Linked DNA regions of Triticum aestivum: region 2 is linked to region 1. A link is a contact called in public Hi-C data. All regions are on one chromosome and are shown on one strand. The core of a region is the stretch at or near the end of the contact, and the rest is flanking DNA. Distances in the headings are between cores, read along the strand shown.

Region 1 (4,666 bases), core at 1,036-3,535:
AACGAAAAAGAATAGAAGACGGATGGGTCCCCACTTCTCTTGCAATCGATGAGGCCGTTGGACGGGAAAGAGGTGGGGGACCGAGGTGACAGCGTGCAGGGAAGTTGTGGCAGCGGTCTTTAGGGTTGGTAGTCACGTGTGTATAGCGAAGAGCCAGTTTAGCATGTGGAGGGTGGAGGCAAACATGCATCAGCATCCGATCTTTCCCGATCGTAGCCTATCATGGGAACTAAGGGCGTGTTCGGAAGCCCTCCCACTTCTCAACTCCTCAACTCCACGTGAGGAGTGCAGCCGAACGATTCAAATCCTGGTTATGAGCGAGAAAAGCTGGCGAAACTTGCAGTGCAATTTTCGCGGAGTCGCGGAGCTGGCAAACTCGAGCTCCTCCAAAACAGCGAAGCAGGAGTTGCCAAGAATTACAAGTGAGTGTCACCGCCAAGTGAGTTATCAGTTCGTTCGTTTGTAGCAAATATTACAAGTATGTGTCACCGCCAAGGCAGTTACCGGTTCGTTCTTTCGCCAGAGCAGGCTTCCCACGCCTAGATGGGCTGTCACACCTAGTTGGGCCCTCCCGAGCTGCTATTTCTCATAGCTAGGTGGCTGGCGGCCTGTTTCAACGACCAGAACAAGGAGCTACTCTACCGAACGATTTGTAACTCCGGGATTTTAACTGAGAAGCTGGCTGCCGGTTTTGGGCTATGGAGTCAAGGATTTTGAGGCTGTGGAGAGCTACCGAACACGCCCTAAATAGGCCGACACTTACAATCACCCTTCATACTTCCTCAGGTTGCAAGCATGGAGCCATAGAGGCGTTGCCTAGCAAATTGGTGATTGCAAGCCCCGCTTGAGTTGGCCGGCCGACCAACACGAGTTGCTAACTCGCCCGGGTCCTCCCCATATTCACTTCTTCGGTTGACTAGTTGATCGTTGACTTTTCTAAAAAAACACAAAATTGAACAAAAAATGGTTGATTTGAAAAAACTTCATCATTTTTGACAAAAGTTCACACATTTGAATTTTTTGTGGCATTTAAAAACTGCTCTTGATTTTTTGAGAAAAGTTCAGAAATTTGAAAATAAATCATGGATTTGAATTTTTGGTCACAATTTGTGAAACATTTGATAAATTTGAAAATTGTTCAAGGTTTCCAAAAAAAGTAAATAAATTTGAGAAAAAAAGAAAAAACTCGTCCCAAACAAACTACTCCCTCCGTCCCATAATATAGGAGCGTTTTTTACACTAGTGTAGTATCAAAAACGATCTTATATTATGGGACGGAGGGAGTAGAAACGTAAGAAAAGAAAAAACAAAATGACCAGAAATTTCCAGAAACTTCCTAAAACCGGAAGCTATGCTTTCTGATGGGCCATCCCATTTCAAGTCGCTAGTCTAGGATGCGTTAACTGGTTCTACCGTTAAGCCTATAAATAGCACCGGAAACTGTCAAATTGGAGTTGACATGAGCCAACACCCATCTCTTCGCGGCCCGGTTCCACGTGGGCGCGTGACAGACAACGACGGCCCAACAACCCAAGTAAATGTGCTCGTGTGTGTTCGTAGTGTAGCCCAAGTAATCTTAAATATTTTCTCAAAAAAGTAAATTTTAATATTTTTAAATCCATGAATATCTTGTAAACATTTTTTAAGATTGATTAGTATTTTTAAAATCTATTAACGGTTTTCGAACCATGATATTTTCAAAAAAATATCTTTTAATTCGTGGGTATTTTTAATTTCGTGAATTTTATTAATTTATCTACTACCCCTATAAAAGAAAGAGAGGGCGAAGAACCAAATCATCCTATCCATCCAAACCTACAATCTGATGGTCTACATCGCTTCAAAACACCAAACACGTTTTATGCTTTAATTACCCATCATGCCATTATGTTTAATTAATTATCCACCATGCCATTACCTTAATCCTCTCCTCTTTCATCACGCAGGAACAAAACCAAAACCGCTGCCCATGCCTCACCGCCAGCCACACCCCGCGCCTCGCCCCACCTCTTTCCCTACAACCTCGCCGCCATCTAATCACGTCTACACGGTTCAGATTAGCTACTAAAACACGATTAGACAAAAACACTGTACGCCCCCACGCGAGCGCACACGCCATCTCAGCCCAAAACCCGGGTGCCGCCCCTCCCGTCGTAACCGCTCGCCATCTCCCCCGACACCCGACACCCGTCCGCTGCCGCCCCCGCCCGCGCGCTGGCCCGTCCGCTGCCGCCCCCGCCCGCCCGCTGGCTGCTCCTCCCGCCCGTCCGCCGCCGCACGCTCCTTCCCCCGACCCGCCGGAGTCTGCCGCCCGCTCGCCCGGCCGCGCAAGCTCCTGCCCCCGATCCGCCGGCCGCCGCCGCCCTGCCCCCGATCCGCCGGCTGCCGCCGCCCGCCTCACTGCCGGAGACCGCCCGCCTCGCTGCCGTAGATCCCCCCGTGGTCGTACCGCCCTCTGCCGGACACCCCCACCGCCCGCGGCCGTCGCCCCCCATCCGCTGCCCCTACCCTGCGGAGGAGGATCAGGTGACCCATAAGCTGTACACATAAGTTAATTTTTAAAGCACTGTTTTTCTTTTCTCATATACAAATAGTTTTGTATGCAACTTCTGTACAGCTACAAACAGAATATGGCTGACAGATATTTATAGATAATATATAAACAACATATGATCCTGCCCTTAGGTGTAAGCTCTACCTGATGAACACATTGCACATATGATCCCACAAAATCTGTACTTTAGTCATCATATTAGCATAGAAGTGATCAAGCAAACTGACACCTCTTTGTTACAAAGAAGTATGCAGACAAACACATCAACCTTTGCCGGTCCCAACATCTTCCATATGCAGCTTCCTGTCAGAGCAAACTGATCCCTGACACCTAGAAGACATGTGTAATTATGACTGCCTCATGCACATAGCAAAAATGTTTCAGACTCTGTCTTCTTTTGTTTTATAGTCGTTTAAAATTTGTCACGCTGCTCCTCTAGGTGGTCTTCTTTAGTTTGATGTACTCTTCGCTTCTGTCGCTGAAGAAGTGAAGGGGATGGAGGAAGAAAACTGAGATATTGGCTGTGGGGTTGTGGATTTGTGTTCTCTGACTCAATATCCCCTTGTATTCCTCATGCACTCACGAAACACCTTGCCCTGAAATTTCAAAAGTGGAAATCGAGTGGCGGATCAACATCGGAAGGAACCCAAACTAACCTTTTCAACGGTGATTTCATATTTGTCCTTCCAACTCTGATTTAGTAGTCTTTTCGTGCTGTAAATTGCAGGTTTGGCAAGAAACTTCGGCTTAATTTTTTTAATAGTGATCTTAGTAGTATTTTCATGCTGAAGATTTCAGATTTGATAAGATACTTTGACTTAATATTTTCTATGGTTGTATTCCAGAGAAATATTGAGGTGTGAAGTTAGTATACGAGATGAAGAATATCCACATCATCTGTATTGGTAGTGTGCCATTCTGATTTTTGTTCCTGTCGGATTTGCAGATAGGTGCAGCGGGAGTGATGTTAGTAGTCTTTTCATGCTGTAAATTGCAGTTTTGTCAATACACTTCGTCTAAATTTTTTTAATAGCGATCTTAGTAGTATTTTCATGCTGAAAATTTCAGATTTGATAAGATACTTCGACTTAAAATTTTCTTTGGTTGTATTTCAGAGAAGTAGTGAGGTGTGAAGTTAGTATACGAGATATAGGTGCTCCACACCATGTGTATTGTTGCGTAAACCTTCTCTGATCACTTGAAGGTACACCCCACAGCCAATATCTACGATTTTTTGTCATGTTTTAATTCTCTGAATCTGTTCATAGATCATGTACGCTGTTATTTTTCCTAGAGTGGTAACCTATATGTACTATTTTCAATGGTGATTTGATATTTGGCTTTCCATCTGACCTTGCAATTTGTTTACAAACAATAAAGTTCTTCAGAAATCCCTTGATTCTTTGTCATTTCTCAAACATTTGTGTTTTCAGATGGGGAAGAAAAATCCAAATGCACGTCGGTTTGCCTCAAGCGAACGTGCCCCGTCACTGGATGTAACAAACTCACCTCTAAATGCAAATGCAGAGAGTAGTTCTGCTGCTCGACAGAAAGGTAACCAATCATGGTACACCAGATTGTCTGATGAAAAGAAAGCAGAGCTCCTCGAGAAGCGTCGTGTCGCCTGGCGTGAGAAGAAGACTGCAGCCGTACAAAGTGTAAACCATGCCCGGGTATCACAAGAACATGCTTCTTCTGTGGGGTCTGAGCAATTTGTCCCTTTGAGCAACATCACCAACACACATATAGATGGTATGTGCTCCCATTTTGTGTCCTAATGCATTGATGCATGTACATATCTGAATCTCCTCCTACATGACAGTTGCAGTATGTACGGCGGCAAGCTCCGCGGGTACTGCTCATCTTCACCAAAACAATATTGCAGGCAAAAAAAGAAGTCCACAAAGTTGGTATGCTGGACTATCCGACGAGCGGCGAGCTGAGTACATACACAAACAGAAGATGGCCCGACTCGCAAGGAAAGCAGCAACTGCCGGGGTGAATGTCCAATTGCCTACATCATCTGCCTCGCAAACTTCATCTGGTTAGACCACCAACATGTTACCTTAATTATTTAAATGGGCAATACTACATCATTGTGATTTTCGTCTC
Region 2 (4,666 bases), core at 688-3,187, 380 kb before region 1:
AGAAGGAATAAGTCCCTTACTTTGTATATTTCCTTTTTCCATATAGCTATGTATATACCCACGATTCTGTTGAACTTGGTCCGTGGCACTATGTACCATTTGATTTACCTCTATCGCTTTAATTAGCTAGTTGTTGTAATTCACAACATGATTATGAAGGCCGTAGTGACGAACAAGTAACATAACTACCCATTATTGAAACTGTCTACTGCGCGCATACATTCTGAGCTTCCTTATATAACTACCCATTCTTCAAATGTACTGGGTGCACACATTCTGAACTTCCTTAACTATATATATATATATATATATATATATATATATATAAATCTCTACCGCCAACGAAATAATGCCAAAGCTGGCGTTTGCATCGTAGTTATAGCTGAACGCTCAGCATGATCAAGACACCTTATCTCGCGCGCACACATACAACACTTCTGTACAAATGAAAAGCAAAAGTACACATTGCATCTATTCACTAAGAAAATTAAAGATAAAACTAACCACAGTAGACACCAACTCATTGCCAACTCATACATGCATGAATATTGATGAACGTCCTTTCAGTTTAATTTAGTATTTTGATCCCTGAATTTACATCCTAACTGTAGCAGCATTTGCTCTCTTGTTCTTGCATGCAGTTTATGGATGCTAGAAAGACAATTTACCTTGCTGTTTGTGTCTTATCTAACTTGTTTCCTGAGCCTGTTTAAAAACTTTTACTTTGTTGTAACTAGTGAGACCGACGCGCAAAGAGGGGGGGGAGGGGGGGGGGGGATTATTGTAGTAAAGAGGTAAACTACTGAAAACCAATATAACTAATGAACCAGTAGGAAACAGCAGCAGCTTTACATGACGAAGAATTGTTTATCTAAGGTCTACAAGGCTTACCTTAAGCTCCGAGTTGGGGTTTGCAACAAGTTGCTGCTCCTCCTTGGCTCGGCCATATCGATCTATCACTGACTTCATGCTGCAAGAATTTGATCGAACAACACACCAATAAGGACCCACAAAAAAAAACACATACACACCAATAAGAACAGACTCTTATGTGATTTACAAACAATTACTGTACTCATGTGATGTTTGAGGTGAACATGTTTCCCACATAATACCAGAAAACCCTAGATCTATATTACTTCATTTTGACGAGGAGATACGTATTCTCTTCATTTGAGTGTGTAGCTAGGATCAAGCTTAGAAATGCATGGAGAACAGTAATACATAAAGATGCTAGATAGAGGGTAAATAGAATAAAGAAAAGATGTGCAATTTTTTAAGCTGATCCTAAAAGGAAACAATTTGCCATAGTATTCTTCTTACTCAAGGCCGCTGTACGCATATGTTGTAGCTGTACTCTTGATGGTTGGTGGCCTTTGCAGATAAGCACAAACATATTTTCGAAAAGTTTTCTCAAAAATTTAAATAAGCTTTCAAAGGTGAAATCACAGGCACCAGAAGCTAATCAACAAAACAAGCATCTAGTTTTCATGATCAAAGTAGCGCGTATTTCTACTAAAATGGGAAAGCAAACTGAAGCAATGGAATCCATTGACCTGGAGCTGGCGTACTCATAGAGGCGGCCGGTGCTGGAGAAGATGACGAGACCGACCTCGGCATCGCAGAGAATACCCAGCTCCTTGGCCTTCTTGAAGATCCCGTTCCTCCGCTTCGAGAACGTCACCTGCCGGCTCGTGGAGTTGTCGATCCGCCGGATCACTATCTTGCCGCGCCCCATCTTCAACTACCTCCCACACGCAGAGGACAAGCTAAGCTACCCGGTGCAGAGCAAGAGGGCGATGGAAATAGATAAGCTGGGTGGATCTAGCTGCCGGAGCTCTGGAAGGAGAAAGTTCCCAGGTTTCCCAGATAGGCTGATTGGAGGGGGTGAGAGGAAGAGGAAGGGGGAGAGGAGTCTTCTGCTGGTGCCTCTGCAACTTGTCTTTCCTTTAGTTGCTCAACTTCCTTAAATTAGCAAAGAAATGGAAGGGGAAAGATACCCCCCGATTGGCTAGGATCGTAAGATAGGTTAGTTTATTGTAAATGTTAAACAACTGATGATAATTATGGGGGCATGGGCCATCTTGGAAAGGATGCCCAAATTGGTTGCACGCAAGAAAGGTAAAGCAAGGCATTGTACAGTAGTAGATATAAACTTTTATTTAAATACCTTGGATGCCATTTAGGGACAAGTCAAGATATGAGGCTGTCTGTAAAGAGACGCCACCTTGATTTCTTTAGTGGGGTGGAGAAAAGAGAACGAAGCGGGAGAATGCGGCTACATGTAACTCTACAAATGGTCTACGACACTAATAATTTAGATTAGTTTCGTGACACTAGTCTATGTTATTAATATGTGATGCAGGTAACAATGTAGGTATCATAGGCTGGCTATTACATTAGTATTTTTTTTAACCTTTTCCTTTTCTCTTCTTCACATTTATTGTATTGTTATGGTGTTGTCGTGCATGTGGACTTTGCCTGGTGGCTTTATTTATAAAGTCGAGCGTATGCCTTTTCTCTAAAAGTACACGTATAGCTGGACTCTTGCATGAGAGCCCACACTCCTATTACTTTTTTATACCTCTCTTCTCCACATAGTCAAATCGTCATGTAAGCGAGTTATAAGCATGCTATTGTACCTACTTTTATGTTACTCGCGCTATGGCTAACCTAAGATTGTGTGGCATGCAAACAATATATTTAATTTTGTATATTGCATCGCGCAAATAGTAATGGTGGATATATGGGAAACTGCGCTTGGCTCCCGATATCATCGAGTCCGATTTTTGAAAAAAATAAAAAATCTGTTTTTTTGGGGTTTCAAAAAGTTCTGGAAAAAAATATACACATATCTATGGATGCATACTGTACTTGTTTTGTAAAGTTTCATGGTTAAATACATTCTCAGGCGAGCTCCACAGAAATGATAAATGTGTTCCTAGCACATGTACACTACAAAAGACCATGCACACAAGGCATTTTAGCAATTCAAGCAACATGCAGAAAATTATGGCTACTCATCATAAGTAAATGAATAATATAACGTAAGAGACCATTTTATTATATGAGTGAAAATAATAATATTTTTGGTGTATCGACTATTGCTTAAAAGGAAAGTTTAGTCCCTTAAGTCAACTAGTTTGAACAAAAATTGCACAGAAAGATTACATGTTGAAACTAAAAAGCAAACAATATCAAAATTAATTGCAGGAAAGCAAAATTTTATAAAATTATTTTATGAATATTACAAAAAAATCTAAACAAAGAGAAAGGAAAATGGATTCACATAGCTTTATTAGTGAATTTGTATTCTTTCCCTAGTTTTTCATGCCCCTAGTTATTATTAGTTTCTTTTAACATTTGTTGTGACTAAGCTGGCACGAGAGCGAAACTCGACCTCTATCTATTGAAATTTCTAACTATGGGGTATATTTTGTACCCATCCTGTAATAATAGAGAAAATTCAAACGGTCGCCTAGGGCCGTATCCCCATTTGGCATCCCCTCCCACCTAAGAAACATGTTTGATGACGACTCCCTCTCGCTTCCTCCCCTATTCCTAGGCGGCTAGGGAAAACTCTTCCCTCCAGGCTTCACCGGCGAGCCCATGGATTTGCCTCCCCTCTGATTGCCGCTCCGACGGCGGTGGCTGGGAATGGAATCCCACTGCCTCCTCACTGGTTAGCAATTTAGGTTAGGTTTTTTTATTCCTCGCTGGTGCGGTGCTCGGGGATGATGCCGCTTCTTCTTCTAGCTTGTCTTCTGGGTTTCGATCCTCCTCGAGTCCATTCGTTTGAAAGTAGTAAACAGAGCTCCGTAGATTCCTGTTGTCTCCTCGGATCAGTGAGGTTAGGGTTTCTAGTCATGTGACGAGATTTGATGTCAGGTACTTCAGATTTATGCAAGGGTTCATAGATGATGACTGCGACTCCAGGGCGCTGGTCTTTAAAGGCACATGCACGAAGACTTGCCAGTTGTCATCAACAAGGTCAAGCCGGCTCCGGTAGGGGAGCGTCGACGACTCGTTCTGACCGTAGTCGTGATCGTTTAGTGTTCTTGAAATCTTGATGTAATTTTTATTATGTTTGAGATGCTTTGTATTTTCGATGTGCATTTATAATAGATTAGATCTTTTTCAAGAAAAATACGTTCTATGAAAAAGAAAAAGAAAAAGAAAAAAGGCACACACATCCAATGCTAAAAGGAAAAAAGGAAACATGTTCGATGCAAGAAAAAAGGGTAGCCCTCGCTCGCTCATACCCCCTCGTCGCTTGCCCCTCCAGGACGATCGGGGGGGGGGGGGAACCCTAGCCCCCAGCCCCCTCGATCCCATCCCTCCTCCCCCTCCATCGTCGCCGAGGACACCAACGGGCAGAGCCCGCACGTTCGGCGACGGCGGCAGAGGGCTGCTCCTCCTTCCCGGGCTGTAAGGCAGCGAGGGCGCCAGATCCACGGAGGTGCGGCCTCTTCCTCGATCCATGGCAGCACGGTGGGCCCCTGCTAGAGGCGTTTGTGGTGGTGCGGGGTGAGATGGACATAGGATGGAGGTGGGGTTGGGCGTGGCCGATGGCGGCAGCGGCGTCCAACCCGGATCCGGTCTTGGCGGAGGCGGCGGCGACTCCGGCCTGGATCCGAACATGGCGGTGGCGGCGTCCCCTTCGCTG

Evidence for each region. Hi-C and Micro-C count contacts between places; a contact is called where the count stands out from the background.
Region 2: a contact with region 1 is called in a Hi-C map of leaf, with 3 times the contacts expected there. The contact joins the promoter of LOC100136966 here to the promoter of LOC123189442 in region 1. A contact is called at or near these places in 4 of 5 Hi-C or Micro-C datasets (leaf, root and an unstated tissue).

The regions. Positions count from the first base shown.
Region 1 is chr2A:563,465,621-563,470,286 of IWGSC CS RefSeq v2.1, reverse strand. LOC123189442 reads left to right here and starts at 2,285. Exons shown (of 6, transcript XR_006495850.1): 1 at 2,285-2,526; 2 at 2,799-2,897; 3 at 2,994-3,758; 4 at 3,988-4,306; 5 at 4,377-4,598.
Region 2 is chr2A:563,842,400-563,847,065 of IWGSC CS RefSeq v2.1, reverse strand. LOC100136966 (MADS-box transcription factor 27) reads right to left here and starts at 1,937. Exons shown (of 8, transcript XM_044601863.1): 1 at 1,557-1,937; 2 at 892-970. The coding sequence starts at 1,738.